2 separate regions of the Sus scrofa genome follow, and region 2 is linked to region 1. A link is a contact called in public promoter capture Hi-C data. All regions are on one chromosome and are shown on one strand. The core of a region is the stretch at or near the end of the contact, and the rest is flanking DNA. Distances in the headings are between cores, read along the strand shown. Region 1 holds the start of GRN (granulin precursor). Region 2 holds the start of LSM12 (protein LSM12 homolog).

What was found. Promoter capture Hi-C pulls out the DNA fragments that hold promoters and counts their contacts.
Region 2: a promoter capture Hi-C map of liver shows a contact between it and region 1, with 3 times the contacts expected there. The contact joins the promoter of LSM12 here to the promoter of GRN in region 1. A contact is called at or near these places in 1 of 5 promoter capture datasets (liver), 4 of 47 Hi-C or Micro-C datasets (heart right ventricle, liver and skeletal muscle) and 1 of 2 datasets of contacts at active chromatin or transcription factors (alveolar macrophages).

What each region holds. Positions count from the first base shown.
Region 1 is chr12:18,896,592-18,903,088 of Sscrofa11.1, forward strand. GRN (granulin precursor) reads right to left here and starts at 3,853. Exons shown (of 13, transcript NM_001044578.1): 1 at 3,837-3,853; 2 at 895-1,039; 3 at 645-770; 4 at 467-551; 5 at 23-135. The coding sequence starts at 1,032.
Region 2 is chr12:19,124,966-19,131,462 of Sscrofa11.1, forward strand. It overlaps LSM12 (protein LSM12 homolog), which reads left to right and starts at 3,665. Exons shown (of 5, transcript XM_021066900.1): 1 at 3,665-3,876; 2 at 5,925-6,058. The coding sequence starts at 3,753. G6PC3 (glucose-6-phosphatase 3) reads right to left here and starts at 1,326. Exons shown (of 7, transcript XM_003131354.4): 1 at 1,225-1,326; 2 at 805-1,056. The coding sequence starts at 1,022.

The DNA.
Region 1 (6,497 bases), core at 2,603-5,102:
CCGCATCTTCCCGAACCTGTACCTGGGGCATGGGGCAGCAGCCCCAGGAGCCGTCAAGCATAGTGCAGCACGTGGAGGAGTTGGGGCAATGGAACTGGCTGTTGGGGCACAGGATGTCATCCGAGGGCTTGGTATCTGTAGACGGGATGACGCAGGATTCCGCCCATCAGTCCAGTTGCTGCTGGCACCTGGGCCTGCAGGCCCAGCTACAGGACTGGGGAGGCGGGGGATGGGGGAGCATTGGGGGGCGGGCACTAGGGCTCAGAGGAGCCCCCAGGCTCTCCTGACCCCTCCTCGCCCCAGTGCTGCCCCTCCGTCCAGAGCAGGGGGGCTGCTTAGTACAGATGCTACATGAATGAGGACATGAAGGCAGGAATCAAGGTCACCCCAGCTGGCTGGGCTCCTGAGTGCTCCAGGCTCTACGTGGTGCCCATCTGCCTGCCCTCCGCCCCCACCTTGGCCGCACCTGGTCTTCGGAGGCAGGACCACCCATCAGCACTGCAGTGGAAGCCCTGCGGGCAGCAGTGGAGGCCATCCCTGCATGACACGGCCTGAGGGACACAGAGATGCCTTCATTGGCGAGGCCCTTTTCCCTGGGGGAGGGAGAGACCTGAGCCCCACCACTGACCCACTGGCACCCTCACCTCTGGGAACGGGCAGCAGTTGGAGGTCTCATTGGTGGTGAGGATGCAGGAGTGGCCAGGAGGGCACTGGGCTTTAGTCTTGCAGGGTACGCCCAGATGCTGGCTCAGTGCCTTGGGCCACTTGTCCTGGAAGGCGAGAAGAGCGGATAAACCAAAGGAGCCGAGCCTGGCCCCCTCCTCTGGCCAATCCAAGGTGACTCTTTGGGAATTCCCAGGCCACCAGCTCTTGCCTGAGCCAAAGGGCACTCACCGGAACGGGATTGCAGCAGCTGTAGCTGGCTCCTCCCGGGTCCAGGCAGCAGGCCACGGGGCAGAGCTGACCATCCGGGCACTGTGTTCCAGCCACCAGCCCTGTCACCAAGGCCACCCAGCTCACCAGGGTCCACATGGTCCACCTGCAAAATAGCAAGAGGCTTTTGGCAACTAGCTTAAGCTCAGACGGCCCTTCACGCTGGAGCCAGTCACTCCCCCAGCCCCAGGCTCCGGCCCCAAGACTCCCCGAGTCCCCCCAGCTATACCCCATCCAGGCGGGAAGAAAGGTGTGGGGCCTGAGATTCAGCTTCCTACGCGTGTAGACCCGTGAGCATAAATGCTGGCCTGAGCACATGTGTGAATCTGTGTCCCCAGCATGTGGCTTGACACCTGAGCCTCCGTGGCTAAGTGTGCAGAGATGTGGGCATGTGAGAGTCAGGAAGACCCGTGGATTCTGCGGGTCTGATCTGTGGGGACATGGCCACCTCCCAGGGGTGGGGAAGACCTCAGTCGCCGTGGGAGAACGGGGCTGGAGGACAAGGAGGGAGTTTCCACTCGAAGAAAAGTCGGAGTTCCGCTTCCCGAGCCGGCCCCTCTAGATGCCACCTTGTCTGATGCTGTGCTCACACCTGCACCCTGCTAAGTTCTGGTGGCCGAGAAGTGGGGGCGTGTGACGATATGGGAAACCACAGGGTTGAGAAAGTTGTGAAAAAGGAAGTATGGTGCCCATGGAGCCTGGGCTACCTTCCCCAGAGGCCAGCTACCACCTGCCCACTGACTGTCCCCTCCACACCCAAAGAAGGGGACACACAGGCTGGGTCAACCTTTGGGACCCCGGTGTTGTAAGGGCCCCCTAGTACCACCAGGCCATTTCAGAATGTGCAGACATACCACCCTCCCTTCCCCTGCCTCTCCCCACCCTGGAGCCGAAACCCGGCTGCAGGTGGAGACAGCCCAGGGCTGCCCACCCGGTGCCGATCTGAATCAGAAAAAGGAACCAAGCCCCGGTTTCTGAAGGAGCGCAGCCTCTCACTTCCTAAACAACTCTTCCCCCAAGCTCGGCCAGCCTTGTGGGGCAGGCCTGGAAGATGCGACTCTGCCTAGAGAGGCAAAATCAGTCATGTCTCTCGAGCCTCTTAGGAGCCAGTTACAACATGCTATGGTATTTCTTTACCATCTAAAGGAGTCATTATTATCTTTATTATTTTTTTTTCTTTTTTTTGCTTTTTAGGGCCACACCTGTGGCATATGGACGTTCCCAGGCTAGGGGCTGAATTGGAGCTGCAGCTGCCAGCCTACACCACAGCCACAGCAACTTAGGCTCCAAGCTGCGACACAGCTCACGGCGACACCATATCCTTAACCCACTGAGAGAGACCAGGGATTGAACCTGCACCCTCATGGATACTAGTCGGGTTTGTAACCCGCTGAGCCACAACAGGACCTCCCTACCTTTACTTTTCAAAGGAGGATGCTGGGGTGTAGAGGTGTTAAATAACCTGCCCAGGTCACACCACAGGCTTTGATGGCTCCAGAGTATATTATTCGACCTAAGTTCATTTCACAAGCGGCACCGTGGACAGTACCTGGGAAAGGACCCCAGACCCCAGGAGGGTAGAGGCCTGGGGTCCAAACTGAGAAGTGGGACAAAAGCACTTCCTGGGCTGGTGGACCAGGCAGGACAGGAACAGAGAGTGTAGGGGCTGCCTGGATACTTACCACACGCGGCCCCTAGTCTGTGACAGCCGCCACAGTCGCTCCCTGTCTCTGGGCCTTGGTTGCCCGTGAGTCTCTCTGTGTGTATACACTGCACACTACGAGCAGCAGGGGTTTGCACAATCCTCTCTCCCTCACCTGGCTTTCCTCGGTGGCCCCTCTCAGCTCAAAGACCACCTCCACGAGGCCGTCTCCTGGCCGGGTAAGGCTGAAGAAGCCCAGTCCTGGCCTGTGGCCCTTTCACGCTCTTCTCCAATGCCCGCAGCTCCCTGCAAGGCATCTACACCTGGCTCCACCTGCTTCTTGGGAGTCCAGCCTCAAGCCTCCTCAGACTTGTCCTGCTGGCCTGACTCAGGCTGGAGGGAGGGCCTGTCTGCACACACCAAGGACCACTCAGCACCCTAGTGATTCATTTATGCACATTTCCCTTCCTGGGCATCCTGAGGTTATGCATGCGCCGACCGAACACACATGCATGCACGCGCACGCACACTCAGGACAAGGGAGGGGGGAGGGGACCCGACTCCTCTCAGTAGGGTTCCCACGGTGCCACCACCACCGCACACCGCCAGCAGAGAGGGAGATCAGGAGCCTCTTCAGGCCCCTAAGCTCCGTCATCTTCCACTAGGTGGCAGCCCCCAACTCCAAGTGCCAGGAGAGAGCTTCTCAAAAGGTGAACCAACCCAGCTGCGGAGAGCCGGGGAAAAGTGACGGGGAGAGGCGGAAGTTAGCTTTTCCCACCCGCCACGAGAGGAAGTAAAGAAAAGCCAGATGCAACCCAGGGGTTCAATCACCACTCCCAAGTCCCTACGGCCTTTGAGGAGGCCACGGTCTCAAGCCCTACTCCCAGCCCTTTGAGGTCGGGGACCACCGGCTGGCGCCTCGTCTGCTCCCAGCCACAGCAGACACCCCCTACCAAACCACCACCAGCACCTGCCAACGGGGGCGGAGTCAGCTCAAGAACAGAGTGGTCCCTGCTTTAGGGGAAGGGGCTGCAGCTTCCGGGGTTGCTGGAGAAGGAGAGGGCCCCTTCTAATGGGAGTCACTGCAATTACTGTTTACTCCCCCTCCCCATAAAACTCCCTCCAGTGCATGGGAGTTTCTCTAAGGGAGTCTTTTCGTGTCTCCTCTCTGAAACTCCTGAGGACCCTCAAGTCTCCACGTCCCCTTGGCCGGGCCCCTGGGAAGGAGCAAGCGGGAGCGCTCCGAGGCCACCCCTCTTACCTGCGTCGCGGTCAGCTCTGGGCAGCAGCTGTCCGGCAGCTCACCAAGTAGGGCCCCTCGGCGCGATGGCCCGCCCACCTCAGTTTCCATTGGCCAGGTATCTGGACTGTCACGCTCCCATTGGCTACTCGTCGACATAAAGGCGGGGCCAACCTGGAATCCTGTGCTTCTTTCCTACTCATTTCACTCTCCTCCCTCCCTTCCTCTTTCACCCCAACCCCCCCATTTCCAGGGATCATGTGATTGGAGAATCATGTGACGCCCTGGCCGACTCTGCCAGGCTTCGAGTGTCCGCCTCGCCCGCCGACTCCTGAGATATTAACATCCAAGGGAGCTCTCGGTTAGAGCGTGCTTCCAGAGCTTTCGCAGGCCGTCGGCTTCTGGTCTTGGAACATTTGTGCATCCTGTTTCTATTCTGTTCAGTCAACTCGGATTTAATGCTGGGCAGCCAGGCCCCAAAGGGGGTTGAAGGAGAGTTGTGAGGGCAAAGATGAACAGCTCTCAGGCAGGCCCTTTCCTTAAGGTGCTCCCAGCAAGGGTGCGGTGGGGGTTGGAGAAGGGGAGACAGGCTCAGGTTAAATCTGATTTAAGGTACGAAGTCCTTACCTTACCTGTGCCAGATGCTCTAGGTGCGTGGAAGGGAAAGGAAGTAGGTTGGTTCTGGGCAGGGAAGAAGAGATTTCATTCCAACCTGAGGGCTGAGTTTTGAGCTGAGTCTTGGAGGATTTTAGGTGGCAGGTGGGGAGGGGTTGGAGAAATGGCCGGGGGGGGGGTGGTGTTGGGAGAAGCATCAGGAAACCAGATGGCAGGGGCAGCCTTGAGCAGGGATCGAGGGCCAAGTTCAATGTAGTGGACTTGAGGAACTGCTGGGGGTGTGGCACCCGGCTGGGCTGGAGGTGGGTGCGTAGCCAAAGTGGCTTCCTAATTTCAGTGGTCCCTGCCTCCCAGGAATTGATATGCTGCTTTTTCAAGTGTACCACATAGGACAGATTTGCCAGCAGCAGAAGCTAGACTGCTTGGTGCCCAGAAGCCCTGGCCTGGGCAGAGATGGGCAACGGGAAGTACCCCGAGAGAGAGGAGAGGCTCAGAGAAAGCCTGGTGCTGGGCCTTGGGGGAAGGACAGTGTTTGGTGGTGCCGAGTGGAGGGAGAGCTTGAGCCGAGGGTGAGGCTGGGGTTGGGGGACAACCAACCAAGATCCGGGGTGGTAGGGGTCTGGGTAGGGAGGAGGTGGCAGGGCTGAAGAATTGTGTGACAGTGGTGCTCTTCCTGGGACTGGAGAGGGCCCAGAGGTTCAGTAAGGCTCCTACTGAACGTCAAGACTACTCTGCACACTCGTTCCCCTTCCTGTGCATCTTTATGCTTCTGTGGACAAAGCGAGCACAGAGGGAGAGGAACGGGGGAGGGACAATATGGGGTAGGACATTAAGAGGTACAAGTTATTACGTATAAAATAAGCCACAAGGGTATATTGTACAACAGGGAATATAGTCAATATTTTATAAGAACTGTAAGCAAAGTATAGCCTTTAAAAACGGACTCACTGTATTGTCCCCCTGTAAGTGATAAGATGATGCACACCAACTACATGGTAATAAAAAGAAAAAACTAACCATCCTGTTATCCTTTGTTCCTTTTTCTCCCGTGTTTGTCTTTTTCTTATTGAACTGTGGGAGCTCTTTATATAGTTTGGATCAGGATATACGTTGCAAATATTTCCTCCCAGTCTATCCTTTGTCTTTTCTCTTTGTTGATGGTATCTTTTGTGGTCAGAAGTTATGTCATTATGTCATCTGAAACCTAGCCAGCAATCTTTTCCTTTGTGGCTTCTGCTGCCCCACCCCATGCTTAAGAAGGGAGAGATGTGTTCTTCGTGGTCTGTTACTATTCCTGCTGTGGTCCCACCTCAGATGCCAGCGCTGCCCCGGATTGAGGCAGCGCAGATGGTTCCACTGAGAGGCCTCACAGGAAGAGACCCATGGTTGTGTCTGTGGCTAAGACGTTCCTCCAGGTCAGCCCCAGGGCCGCTCTCACAGGTGGCGGTCAGGATAGAGCAGGAGAGCATGCCCTCCTTCTCCTTCTCTCAGCATCTCACTCCTCAGGGATTTCTTCGTCCAGAGTTACTGTTCTGCCCCCCACAGAAGAGTCACAGTTGCCCCAGGAGAGGGGCTTTTTCCCCAAGATCTTGAGTTGCTGGATAAGACAGGAGTTTCCACGGTGGTGCGCCGGGATCGGTGGTCTCTTGGGCGTGCTGGGATGCAGGTTTGATCCCCCACCCACCAGAATGGGTTAAGGATCCAGCATTGCTGCCGGTGGGGCATAGGTTGCGATTGTGGCTCAGATCCGATCCTTGGCTGAGGAACTCCAGATGCCTCGCGGAGGCCAAATAAATAAATAAATAAAAATAGCAGGATGTCCAGTTAAGTTTGAATTTCGCATTAGAGACAAATGCTTTTTGGCATAAATACGTCCCATGTGATATCTGAGACGTACTTTAAAATTATCCCTTGTGGACTGGAATTCAAAGTTTACTGGGCATCCTGTGTTTTTATCTGCTACATCTGGTGGCCCTGCACACCAAGGTTGGAGTGAGGGCACGGAAGCCACCTCCTCCTCAGACACACCTACCCCTTCCTTCCCCTTCCTGCCTGAGTCACCTCAGC
Region 2 (6,497 bases), core at 2,415-4,914, 230 kb after region 1:
CTGGGATTCCTGGCTTCTAAGTCTGTATGAAGAGCCCACTCGTGAATGAAGGGGAAAAGGAAGAGGAGAAAGTGGTCCCTGAAAGGCAATGCTTTAGCCCAGTCCTTTTGACAATTTACTGTGCACGTGAATCACCGGGGTCTTTGTTAAAAACACAGATTCTGATTCAGTAGCCCTGGTCTGAGGCCTGAGATTCTTCATTTTGAGCAAGTTTTTAAATGCTTTAAGTGCTGCTGGCCATTGTCCGGGGACCACACCTTAATTTGCAAGTCTTCCCCGTCCTTAGCAGCTAGTGCGAAAGCCTAGCATGAACGATGCTTCTTAAAAACTGAAAAACTTCTTGAAAAACTCGGTCAAATACACGAATGAATAAATAAGTTGTGATAAACAGTGAGTTGAGAAGCAGGACTTCCTGCTACTCAAGTCATCATAGATGCTTGTTAAAATACAGATTCCCAGCCCCTCCCCTAGAGTTTCAAAATCAGTCCATCAGAGGTGGAATGGGGTATTTGCATTTTAAACACGACCCCCTCGGTGATTTCTCTGATCAGGCCCGTTAAACCCTAGTCTAATGATTAGGAGGGGGATTCTGAGGTCTGAGTCCAAGACGCACAAAGATGCTCCAAGGGGAAAAGTCAGTGGCCACGGGCTAGGGGGTGGGCAGATCTTTACGGGGTCATGGGTTCACTGTTGGGAGGGTGCCAGGCCTTTGAGGCACCTGCTGAGAGAGAGATCAGGAACTGCACAGGACTTAAGGCCCTTGGGGGTGGGGGACCAGGACGCCGGAGGGCTTCGCTGTCTCACCACTTGAAGACGAGGTTGAGCCACTCGGTGATGAGGCTGATCCAGAGTACCGCGATGCCCACCCGGCGAGAGGCGTAGTAGGCCGCAGGGAAGTAGAACAGAAAGAGGCTTTTGGGGTCGCCCAGAAAGGTGACCCAGAGCCACACGTTCTCCAACCAGGGCAGCTGGTTCTGCAGCGCCTCGGCCATCGCGATGCCCGCGCCCAGTGTGGACTCCATGACCACCCAGTGGCCGGCCCGGCCAGGGTTTGATCTAGGGCGGAAGCGGAGGAGTCCAGGAGACAAGGAAACTGCTACTCACTGCGCTCCAAAGCCCACCCTTCGGAGTCGAGGCCACGCCCCCGGCAGCTGCCAGCGAAACCCCGCCCCTGCCCCGCCCCCGGCAGCCCCGGCTTGCCCCAGCCCGGCCTCCTGCCGGTACCGTTTCCTTCTGCGCTCTTCCCGGGCCTTCCTTTCTACTGGGCAGCGCAGGGGACAAATCTTTGCGAAGGCGTTTCCGCAGATCCCCACGTGGCTGCTGTTGCCGGCACGTGGGCATCAGCGTAAGAGGCCACTGCCGCTGCTGTTCCGGGTCAAGGGACAGACTAACCTGAGGGTCGGTGACGCGCCCAGGGTCCTTCCTTTGCTGCTGTGAGGATGGATATGTAATTTTTAGGGCCAGGATCCTTCCAGACCAAACCTTTCTCCTCCGCTACCGCTACCCTCCAAAGATATTTGGAGATCTTCTGGAGATCGAGCTAGGCATCTCCGGTGGGCGCTGAAGTGGGAGGCTGAGTTGGCACACACTGCTGGCTAATCGGTTCAAGCCTCCACTGCTTGAATTCAAACGCTGTTGATTTAGAGGCTGACAGATAAGCCTCTTGATCTTGAGAAGTTGTCCCTAAAGGCTTACACATAGCAGTCTAAGTCACACTTCCTCCCAGTTCTAAGCTTGCCTTGCTCCTCTCCTTTTGTCATTTTGCTTTCCAAAACCCCGCTGGGCAGATAAACCATGAGATAGTAGCTAGCTTGGTAAGGGAAGAGGAGGGGCACACACCCACGACAAAAATTGGAATAATCCTCTGAAGGAGCACACACAGAAAATAGAAATCTCAGCTATTCCAGGCGAGGTCTTGCCTAAAGGCAGAGGTGAGGTGGGAGGAGACTGCTGAAGTGGTTCCTTCCTACCTCAAGCAACTTTGTTCTTGGAGAGTGTTTTGTTTTGTTTTTTAAGGGTGAAGATGAAAATGTAAATCCGGGTTTTTCTTGGAAAGATTAATTTCACTAATTAAAACGGTGTGGGGAAGGGAAGCTAGATAAAAAAAATCTCATTTCACTCCTTTGCTAAATGTTTTTCAATTGCCCCAAAGGAAAAAAAAATTCAATTTCCTAAGTCTTTGAAAGTTTGCTTGGGCTCTAGCCACACAAATTTTACCAGCCCAGTCTCACACTGTTTCCTGATATTTCTGAGCTGCCTGATATCACCAAGCTCTCTTCTCTCAGGGGTCCTGGCATCTGCAGTTCCCTCTGCCTGGAACATGGCCACGCTCTTTCGCCGCTTATCCTTCAGGTCTCAGATTTTTTACTTCTTCCAGGAATCTTTTTCTAACAGTGCCTGGCAACCATTTATGAAAATCAACAATGACAACATTGCATAAAAAGTGGAGTGGCAGTTATTTATGACTTATGGGGGAGACATGAAGATTCTCTGAAAAACGCAAGGATGAGGGATTTGAATGTTTATTTCTATTAAAATGATTATACTAATATTGACCCAACATTAGGAAGTTGATGGCTCTTGCAAGGCAAGGAAAAATTTTTGAACTTTGTTCAGGTTAAGAAGTGTCAGGTCTGGCCCTTTGTGTCCCTCCCTCTGCCTGTTGTTATTTAGACGTGAGGCTCCAGAATTTCTATAGTGGAGGGGTAGATGGGTTAGGGATGGTAATTTGCAATAGTAGGGCTTGAAAATGCATCTGCATGGTACTTACACGTTAGGAAAATTGTTTTTGATCTTAGATAGTCATTAATAGGGAGCCCCAAACTCCTGCTCCATGGCTACAGTTGTCCCTACCACTGCTCCTCACTCTTTGCTTGGTTTTCTGGAGGAGGGGACAAGACCGGAGATGGGGAAGAATTTTGAGTTCCAAGGGTGAGGGGTGATGGCAGAGATACTACCATTTACTAAGGACCTACTACATGCCATGCATTTGTACTCGTTATTTTTTTTATCTTCCACTCCTCCCAAAGTCTCTATGAGGTATTGTCTAATATAGCATAGCAGTAAATAGCACTCTCTTTGGAAACAGGTAGATGGAATCTTTGCTAGTTGTGCGACCTTGGAAAAAGTTTAGCCTAAGACTTAGTTTCTTCATCTATAAAATGAGAATATTGACTTCTACATCGAAGGGTTGTTGGGTGCTCAATAGCGACAATACATACGGAGTAAAGAAACAGGATCAGGTTTAATAATTTGCTCAAGGTCATATAACTCAGTGGAATACTGATTCCAGTTTAGCCAATTCGACAGCCAAAGTCCTTTCCACTACCACTTTATAACTAGGTATAATCGTTTTGAGCAAGTTTTGATGAGTTTTCTGGGACTTCGATTCCTCATATGTAAAATACAGAGTTCATTCATTAAACTCTTGCGTCTAGGCGTGAACGTAATGAAGATTGCAGTTCCCTCCTCCTTCCTTTTTTTATTCTACATAGGTCATTTATCTTTAACTTCTAAAATGGACCCTGCAAACACTTCACCAAGTGGGCGCAGCTGCACAAACATAATTATTTAGATTCCTCTTTATTTCCTCGTCTACCCTCTTCCACCTAGGATCCCGCCCCACCCAACCCAGGCCACGCCCTGGCGTGTGACGTCAGCACGCCTCGTGCGTCGCGGCGCGGCGCTCACTGGGGGCCCGGCTTTCGCCCGCTGCTGCCGCCGCTGCCGCCGGCCGCGGCTGCTCTCCCAAGATGGCGGCTCCTCCGGGCGAGTACTTCAGCGTTGGGAGCCAGGTGTCGTGCCGGACGTGCCAGGAGCAGCGGCTGCAGGGCGAGGTGGTAGCCTTCGACTACCAGTCCAAAATGCTGGCTTTAAGTATCCTTCCCTGCGCGGAGCCCAAGGCCGGGCCGGCGTGTATGTGCGGTGGTGGTGGGGGGGCGGGGGACGACAGCGGTGGCTGGGGCCTCTCCGGGCCTAGGGGCGACCGGCTACCGCGGCGCTCGGAGCGCATGCGCGCGGCCCTGAGCTCCCCTCCCCCTCTCGCGGGTCCCTCGGTCCGCGGTGGGGACCCTGTCCCCCACGCGTTGTGGGAGCTGGGCCCCGTACGAGGGTGGGTGGGTGGAGGGGGCTTGACACGCGGGTGGCTTTTCGGGACGAACGCTAGGAGAGAGGACACAGTGATTAGAAGAGGGGTGGTCGTGGGAGGGGGCTGGGGAATGGAGCCCGGATGGAGGCGGGGAGGGTAAAATCCTGTGGGGACGGGGTGTGCAGAGTAAGGAACTGCTAGTGGGACAAGGGTATGGAGTTTAGGTGGTTTGTCTGCTGATGGGATTTCGTCCAAGAAAGGGCGGTGGGGTAGTGACCAAATGGGTCTCTCCTTTTTGGGGGGAGAGTAAGTGCAGGATAGGAGTTTGTATCTGAACTGGGGATGGGGCTTGTTTTCCTGGTGCTTGTGTGTGTGCTTGTGGTGCCAGTGGGGGCGGGGAGTGCTGAATTTTGGGCTTCTCAGTCATATGGAAATTGCTATTTTGGGGATGTTTGTGTTGGAAACCTGGTGCAGAGAGAGGACCACGTTTTTCGGGGGCTTATGTATCGATGTATGGGTTACAGGTGAAAGAGTAAGTTATATTCTCTTGCTCAGCCCAGCGCATGGAATCCTGATTTTCCATAGTAGTAGCCTTCCCTTTGGAAAGTGGCAGTGTTAGAATGGAAAAAGTAGCCTCTTCGGGGTGGAAATGATTTCTGAATTACTCCAGGAAAGTCATTCTTGGAAACAAAATACTTCCTGGTTGTAATAAATGTGCCACCCCTTCCCCTCTTATTTGAGCCACAGGTGGGTTTATTTGGCTTTTTTTTTTCTTGGAGTAATTTTTTAATGGCACCTTTCAAAAGGAAGTTTCTTTCTGAGTCAGTTGCTTTTGAGTGGCAAGTGTTTTAATTTATTTAACCACTAGTCCTAGATTTCTAGCTTAGGAAGATGTCCTTTGAAACTAATTACAGCAAGAATAGTTTTGTTTTTGTTTTTGCTTTTTTTTAGGGCTGTACCCAACAGCATATGAAAGTTCTCAGCCTAGGGGTCTAATTGGAGCTACAGCAGCTGGCCTTCTTCACAGCCACAGCAACGTGGGATCCAAGTGGTGTCTGCGACCTACACCACAGTTCATGGCATTGCCAGACCCCTGACGCACTGAGCGAGACCAGTGATCAAACCCATATCCTCATGGATACTAGTTGGATTGTTTCTTCTGCACCACAATGGGAACTACTTTGTTGTGTTTTTTAAATACAAGAATACATACCTGGATTAAAGACCATTTACATTACTGGTTTAATTGGAGGGGTTTTGGAATGAGAAATTACTCAGCTTTTAATTGATATACAGTATGCTCTTAAATGGTCAGAGAATGAGTGAGTGAGTGAATGAATGGATGGGTTAACTAGCTGGGTCACCTTGAGTGAGCTTCCTTTCCAGTGCTGTAGTTTTTTCCTGCAAAATGGGAAATCTCAAATCTGAAAAAGTGAAAAGAGCACTGTTCAGATATAGGAAGGATACCAAGAACAGAAAGTACTTGCTCTCCTGTGTGGTTCATTAGGTTCAAGGCAAACAGTATACTTACAGCATTAAAACTACGTCAAGCCTCTGCATAAAACCAGCAGAGAGAAGGTGACAGAAACCCTGTTGAGGCTTCCAATTTTGGATTGTGTTTTCCTTTGAAAAGCTTGAGATCCCTTGGTCGTGGGGTTGATCGGGAGGAAGGTGACAGGCAGAGATTTCCTGAGGAGAGCTGATTCTCCTGAGGCCACCCTCTTGCTTGTGGCATACCTTTTACACAAGTCATGTGTGAATTGTGTTTTCCATGTCCCTTTGGAATGTGTTAGTGCTCTGCTTCCCCCAATTTTCCTTAACTTTATTTTCTCACCAGAATGTCCCTCTTCCAGTGGAAAGCCCAACCACGCAGACATCTTGCTCATAAACTTACAGTATGTTTCAGAAGTGGAAATAATTAATGACCGAACAGAAACCCCTCCTCCCCTAGCTTCACTCAATGTTAGTAAGGTAAGGACTTGAGGGCAGTTCTGGCTCTCCAAAATGATGGGAAATTTGAGTCTCATTGAGTCTTGGTGGCACATACATTGTCCATTGTTTTTTCATTTTTTTCACTAATTTACAATTGCTTGTATTTTCGGAAAAATATAGCAGTTTAGTTTTTCTGTTTATTCCTGGATATCTTCAGATTTTAAGAAATGTCTTAATGCCCAAATGGGGAAATAGAGTTGAGAGCTGGCTTTTGTCCTTTGGGAGAGGGCTTGTTTTTACTTCTTAACCTGGAGTCCATATGCATGAACTTGATGTTGGTGGGGTGTTGCTTCTCAACCTCCTGAAATTGTGTGTTTGTGCACAAGTGAGTTTATGTGTTTCCTGGGTGAAGATCTGAAGTATTTTTCAGGTTCTCAGGAATTCATGACCTACAAAGATTTGAAAACCACTGCACTAG